Regions from separate parts of the Cyprinus carpio genome. Here region 1 is linked to region 2. A link is a contact called in public Hi-C data. All regions are on one chromosome and are shown on one strand. Each heading gives the region's core, a stretch centred on a gene start, on an enhancer-like site or on the middle of the called end of the contact. The rest is flanking DNA. Distances are from core to core; before and after follow the strand shown. Region 1 overlaps LOC109092411 (a long non-coding RNA gene). Region 2 overlaps rnf216 (E3 ubiquitin-protein ligase RNF216).

Evidence for each region. Hi-C and Micro-C count contacts between places; a contact is called where the count stands out from the background.
Region 1: a Hi-C map of red blood cells shows a contact between it and region 2, with 1.8 times the contacts expected there. The contact joins two enhancer-like sites. A contact is called at or near these places in 5 of 8 Hi-C or Micro-C datasets (liver, red blood cells and skeletal muscle).

What each region holds. Positions count from the first base shown.
Region 1 is chrB3:20,001,692-20,005,365 of ASM1834038v1, forward strand. It overlaps LOC109092411 (a long non-coding RNA gene), which reads right to left. Exons shown (of 4, transcript XR_006154201.1): 3 at 1,492-1,610; 4 at 1-1,190. Among protein-coding and RNA genes, the nearest start is that of LOC109092409, 12 kb to the left of the region's middle. Within about 2 kb of position 1,545, at least 4 of the 8 cell types and tissues checked have an H3K27ac peak or open chromatin away from gene starts, as enhancers often do.
Region 2 is chrB3:19,963,891-19,967,609 of ASM1834038v1, forward strand. The region is part of intron 13 of rnf216 (E3 ubiquitin-protein ligase RNF216); the gene reads left to right. Among protein-coding and RNA genes, the nearest start is that of rnf216, 14 kb to the left of the region's middle. Within about 2 kb of position 1,546, at least 6 of the 8 cell types and tissues checked have an H3K27ac peak or open chromatin away from gene starts, as enhancers often do.

The sequences.
Region 1 (3,674 bases), core at 295-2,794, 38 kb after region 2:
ATGGGCTCTTTCAGATTAGCACTGATCCCACATTGTTTATGCAGAGTAATTAGGAGCACACAGGAAAGCCCGGAGGTTAATTACAAAAGACTAGATAACAGTCATATCTCTGTCATGTCTAAACAAGCAATGCACTACAATGCTTTCGGAAACCCCAAACTAATTTTCCTGTTGCATCCTCTGTTTTATCTTTTGCTATTTCGATAGAAACTTAATGTGAGAACTGTGAAAGTGTGAGACTTCTGTGCTAAAAAAAAGTGTGAGATGTATGTGAAACTAAGACAGTTTGCAAAACAGACCGTCCTGGCCCAAAGTCACATTTTCGTTGAGTCAATGTTGGTGTGTTGGGGGCTGATCAAAATACACTCAAACTAAATAAAAGTACAGTGTTTACACTTTCAGGAGTAAATTCCTAATAAAGCTGAAGTCTATGCATATGAAATTAAGATCAGTAAAATTACACATCATCACCAAGATCCTCAGAAATTGGTACTGTAAGATGACCCTGACAGGAAACAGTACTCATATACCAACATTTCCATATCTTTTACTATTTTTAATTCATTCAATGTTTTACGCTACTGCTATTTCTTAAAGGCATAGTTCACCCAAAAAAAAAAAAAAAAAGAAAATTCTACTCCCCCTCATGTTGTAGCAAACCTGTAGGATTTTCTCTCTTCTGCAATACACATAAAATATTCAGATATTCTGAAGAATTCTGGTAACAAAAGTTTTGGTTGTCATTGACTACCTTTGTAATGACAAAATAATAATAATAATAATAATAATGACAACATGTAGACATTTCTCAAAATATCTTCTTTCATGTTCCACAGAAGAAAGAAAGTATGGAATGACATTAGGGGGAGTAAATGATGACAGAATTAAACATTTTTGGGTGAACTGTCCCTTATACATGACTGGCAGTTCCTCATTACATCTGAGTATCAAGTGAGACCCACTCCCCCAGTTTTCACTCACACACAGCAGATTTTCCGGATGAATGAAACAGGAGAGGGTCACATCAAACGGGTCTGCGCCACAGAACAAATAAAACACAAATCTGCTCTCCTCCTTGGCCCTGGATCCCCTTTCACGTTGCCCTTGGCTCCATTGATCTTCATGTGCAAAGTGTGTCAGATGGATAGGGAACAGGATCTGAGGAGGTGGAATGCATGTCCTTGCAGCTGCTGATATGATAGAGCTCAAGGTCAGGCCATCAGTGAAACAAACAAAAACCTTTAACAGTTAGTTGATGCATGATGTGTCATCATTTAGGAAAAAAAAAAAAAAAAAAAAAAAAAAAATATATATATATATATATATATATATATATATATATATATATATATATATATATATATATATATATATATATATATATATATATATTATATTATATAAATATATATAACATCGGGCTAAGCTCCGTAACTGAAAAAAAATTACACAGCAATCACAATGTCTGACTGAACCAGCTGCCATACTGACCCGGTTTCTTTTTGGGTGCAGCATTACGTGGATTTTGTGGCTGTTTGGGGCTCTGCTGCGCCATCTACTGACCCTTTAGTGCAACTGCATCATATATAATAACTACTGCCAGGCCACACCTGAATACAAGGGACCCAAGAAGAATTTGGACAAAATAGGTCATACATAGAAATGTAAAAATGTAATATCAAAATATCAAACCAAGTGAATGTATGAAAGCACAAGCACACTTTTCAAGTAAAACATTCCACAATTCACGCTTTTATATCAAAAGAATAACCAATTGATATATGTAAATCAAAATTAAGTCATTTTGTGAAAAAAAAAAATGAAGTTAGTCCTGAGAAAAGGTCTAGAATCATTTATTTCAGATGCCATTTGATGCGATCTATGTAATCTAGTGTAATGCCATTCACATGTTTAGAGTGGCACTTCCTGAAAAAAGCTGTAAATACATATATAAAACTATTGTTGGATAATCATACTAAAATATTGTTTTGCATACTGTAATTTAAATATATATACAGTAAGTTGTTACTGCATGTTAATTCTGTAATATCAAGCCCTCTATAGCATTGTCTGTCATTCATGCTGTGAATTAGGACTGTGAATGACACATCTACTATTTGAGGTGTAACTGAAAGCTATCATGTGCTCATCTAAAGATTTCAGTTGGCTTCCCTCCCCCTCTGTCTTCACTCAGCTCTCTGTCTCCACAGGGTAAATAAGTTATTTTATATGCTAATGATATGCTCTGGTCCAACAAAGAGCTTCTGCTCTCATGTGGGGCTGACTCTTTTGACCATTCAAACCAGCTGTTTGCTCTCTTTCTCCACACATATTGGCCAGGTTGTGAGAAGTTAAATTAAACTAAATATTTAAGAACCAGATTATAGCACCTCTAGAGGAGATTCCATGGAGATGGTATTTAAAAAAAAACATGCCTCATTTATTGAAGGTTTATTTTCAACATTGTGTTGTTTTAACACTGTCATGAATTAAAAGATATTATCATTGACACTGATGCCAGTCAGAGACTCTTACCAAGTGTCATACTCTTTATATGTTGGGACATCTGTTCAGACAGAGTGATGTTTCACTAACATCTGGCACTGATGGCCCAACACGTACATACACTACTGATATCAGAGTACAGTCTGCAAGGTTCATGTCCATTGTCTCATTTTGGCAAACACTCTATGGAAAGCTACTATGAAACTGTTCCAGAATTCACACTTCAAAAATACACTCCTCAAAATAAAGGTTCTTTAATGGCATTGATGGGTCCATAAAGAACCTTTAACTTAACCTTTAACTTTCCATCGCCAAAATGGATATTCTATTGCAGCAAAAAAAAAACTTTATTTTTAAAAGTATCCAAAAATGACTTCTTTTTGTTGTTGTTAAATTCTAAGGTAAAATGTGAATGAAAATATTAATAAAATGTCAAAATATTTATGATTTAAGACTATACGATGTCCCAAAACTATTAACCAGCCCACAATGTCTTTGTGAAGCCCACCCATGTATCAGAAAGCAGTGGGGGTGACCAGAGGCCAGCTGTAGGCCTGTAGGTTGAAGCTGGTGGAGGAAAGGGGCCTGCAGGCACCACCCTCTCATCTCATGCTGAGCCAAGTCTTTGTGATCGGAGATCCTGCCTCAGCACTGCCCATCTGTCCAGCTCCCAACAACACACATTCTCTCATTCATTAGTCAAACAGCAATCTGTTTGCCATGGCACACATCTACCTGGCTCCAGTCCATTTGTGTTCTCATCACATCCCATTAGAGAAACAATATTTGGGGGAAGGGAAGGGCTGAGTACTTAAAAACATGAGCACAGCCAGTCTCCTTCTTTACAAACTGATGGTTTATGAAATTTAGGTCAAATGTGAGTTGTTTGTTGGAGCAACAGGCATTTTGGCATGAATCATGGAATAAATGCTTTGAAGTAAAACAAGGTCTGCCACCTATCTGTGGAGAAGTGCTAGTGCCAGAGTGCAGCTTTCTTATGAAGTGAGGAAGAGAGGTGCTTTACTAGGGACATTGACAATTATTACTAGGATTTCACCTGTTATAATACCTTGTCAGGAATAAAAAGTGCTGAGATACTCAATTGAGTATGCTGTGTCAAATCAAAGTATCTTGCTAAAACATATTTGAAAGTAATAAATGTTCATACT
Region 2 (3,719 bases), core at 296-2,795:
TTTTGACTTTGTAATATAAATTAGGAGGTGTATTAATAATATTACAAAAGATTTAGTAAGTAAAAAAAAAAGTTTTTTTTTTTATTTTTACTTTTTTTACTTTTTGATCAAAGAATGTCAAATTTTTTTATCATGGTTTCCACAAAAATATTAAGTAGTTTTCAGTATTAATAATAATAATAAATGTTTTTTGAGCAGCAAATCATCATATTAGAATGATTTCTGAAGGGTCATGTGACACTGAAGACTGGAGTAATGATGCTGAACATAAAAAAAAAAAATACCAACTTTGTTGATGATTATTAGAAGTCATTAAAAAATATTGGTCAAAAGTGTATATTTGAGACAGGGGCGTCCCCTTAGGTAGGTTTAATATTGTCACCTACTTTTTGTTATTAGGTAGTGTTTGCATGGTAGCTTCTCCAACACTGTTTTGTCTTGAGTCTTATCAGTGTTGGGCTGTGAGGAATGTATCAGGCCGTGCCAGGACACAGAGAGCTGTCAGTCCGTCTGTGTGTTAGTGGATTTCAGCTGGCAGGCGGAACATGTCAAGGACTCTGGACTCACAGCTACTTTCTCAACAGGCCTGAGAGGAATGCTAGAGCCGCCTGCAGTTTGTCAGGGCTATCTTTCCATTCATCTGTCAACCTCCGTTTCTCTCTCTCTATCTCTGTTTGTCCCTCAATCACTTTTAAAGTAATAAGCGCATGTTGTAGGGCTGTGAACATTATGAAAGCTGATGGTGTTCGTATACATACATACACTGTAATTTAATGTAAAGTATGTTTTGAGTTCCTGTCATTTTGAAGCAGACCATTTCCCACGTCACTCTGAATCTTATAGTGTCAGGAGAAAGATATTAGCAAACAGTTGAGTATTTAGTATGTCTTTTTTGTTTAGTGGTTAAGGTTGACCTGAAGGCCACTCACTGTCCAACACAATATTCAAAGGCCCCCATAATGGCTAAAATATTTCGGCTGTAATTGTGAGAATGCTGCTTGTTTTCAGATTTTATTAACAGAAACTGAGTGTTGATAAATTTAAATATAAACACAATTTTTTTCCCAACAATATTCTGTATTTTCTTATTACTGATGGAAACAGTTGCTTTTGTGTCTGTATTTCTAGCATTTCAAGATAGTAGTCTCTGGCTCCCTGGTTTTGTGTGGTCAAACTTTGTATTTGTAATTTTTTTGTATGTAAGTGGAATAATGCAACATTGAATTATTGAAAATTAGTGCATACCAGAGATGTAATGATACATTAGTTAATTTATTATTAAACATTCAGTGGTCTATTGGCAGTTATGCTCAATATATCTTTGTTGATTATTGTCTGAGCAAGTCTTACTGATGTGAAAGGGTAGATGATGGTAGGCGTTTCCCTTTTAATATCCTGCCATCAGGAATTTAACAGTGCTTTTGTGTTTTCGGTCATATACCTGTTGTCCATTGGGTGGCGCTCTTGTTCTATGATGGCAGCGAAGTTTTATTCCGCCACACATCTGCTGCTGATTGCACTGCTAAACCCCGCCTCACACTTCTGCAGCAGCTCACAGCAGGGCGGGAGAGGGGGGCGCAGGGAGCTGCTCAAACGGCCACGTCTTTGGCCTTCCTCTCGGCACAGCCGATTGATTAAGTGTGCCATCAGGCAGGACCTCCATTTTCTCCTCCTATCCGTCTTCCTCCTGGTGGAGTCACAAGACTGGACGGGGGGAAATTGAAAACGGTTGTGTGGTTTGATTTCATAATGTGACCCATTTTCATTTCCTCTTTCTGGCTCTCAGCATGGCATTCCTATCGAGATGGGGAAGTGGGCTCTCGTGCACAGCAGTGCTTGACTTGGCCGGCATTATGAGGACTTTTCCAAAGCCGTGCTTCAGGGGGACAAATTTCTTGGGTAGATAATCTGTATAAAATGGCAACCACCTGATAAATGGTCAGTTCTAGTAAAATGCGTACAGTGCTGTGGCTTAGTGGTTAAACATCTGAGCTGGTAACTGAAAGGATGTAGGTTTCAAAGGGTTGGTCTATGAACCGTCACCTTTGTATGTCAATAAAACACCATTCACAAAAACATTAATGTCCTTGATCACTAGGTAAAATTATTTATAAATGTGCAAAGTTTTATGCATGATCAGTGTCCAAAATTTGTCATCTAAAAAATGGTGAATAATCTTAAATATCTCTTTCTTTGTTTTGCATTTTCTCCAGAACTTAATTTGGCTGTACATTACAGTTCTGTAAAAATAGACACTTCTGTTTTCCCCTTAAGCAAAAGTCATTGTTGTTGTTCTTAGTAGACAGTTTCACATCACTTTCATCATTGAGAGTTATACTATTATTGTTAAGGTGCGCTAACATTAGCAAAATTACAGGGACAATTTATGGCCAAATTTGTCGGTTGTGTACCAAACACAGCTGAGACAGAAGTCACTTTCAAACCAAGCAGCTTTTTGTTGGTTCACTCTCAGAAAAAAAGGTACAAAAGCTTTCACTAGGGGTGCATGATAAATATCGGCCGATAATTAATGCGCATCTCGTCAGTAAAGGCAGTCGTGGATTTGCGCAGCTTGTCAGTTAACAACGGCTCTGTGTAGTAACAGCTGCTCTGTTTGAAATCACACACCTGATGGAATTTACCGCTGATTAGAGAACCGGCTTTACTGACGAGATGCGCATTATATATCGGCCCATATTTATCGTGCACCCATAGCTGTGACTGGGGCAGTACCTTTTCAAAGGTACACCTTTATACCTTGCTTACCCTTAAAGGTACATATTATGCCTAAAGTGTACATATTAGTACCTTAGTGGAATATAGTAGTACTTTTTGAAAAGGTAGCAAGTTTGTGTGATGGACTTAAACCCATTGTGAAAGTAGATGCCGATAAAAGCATGTGTGGGAAGCACGCTGACGTACAGAGCTGATGTGCTACAGGCATCCCGAGTTCGAGGACCTTTCCCAATCCTGTCCTCCCCTCTCTCTTCCTCTTCACTTCCTGTGAGCTCCAGACTATCCTATCATAATAAAGGCAAAAAAAAAACCATTGTGACATTTTCCATTCGCAAAATTCCCAATCACATGCATACTTATTAAAATGGCTGGACTTCATGTTTATGTTACAGTTCCATATAATATTACTGTCCCCAAATTCTACCATTTAAAAAATAAATAAATAAATAAACCTTGATGGACCTCTACTCTAAATATTGAGGGTGATGTCTTCCCATTTCTGATTGTGTATGGAGATTTTTGCAGCTGTCTAGCCCACATTTGTCCAGTGGAAAATTCTGGAATCCCAGTTCCCCTGTTAACAAGTTTTTTTTTCCCTCCTGTCTTTTTCCTGTCTGATGTCCCATTTTTCTGTGGTGATGTATGCCCTCAAGTTTCCTGTCTTTAGTGGTGAGGAGACATCCTCTCCTCTGCCCTTCTCTTCACTCTTTTCCCTCGGTGAAGCTGAAGTTGTGTAACTGACACACTTTCCCCTCTCCACTGCCTCTATGGCCCCACCCCTTGTTGTGGATCAAGGACTTTCATTGGCTGGACCCAGATCCTTCAAATTTGAATGGTACAGTTCATATTTGACCCAGATTTTTCTTATTTTTCAAAAAATGCTGTTTTTCTCACAGTGATTGGATGTGTTAGTTGTGGTTTTCACACGCAGATCTGCCAGCATTCCCTACTCTCTGGCTCAGTTGGGGTGGTTTTGTTTGCAC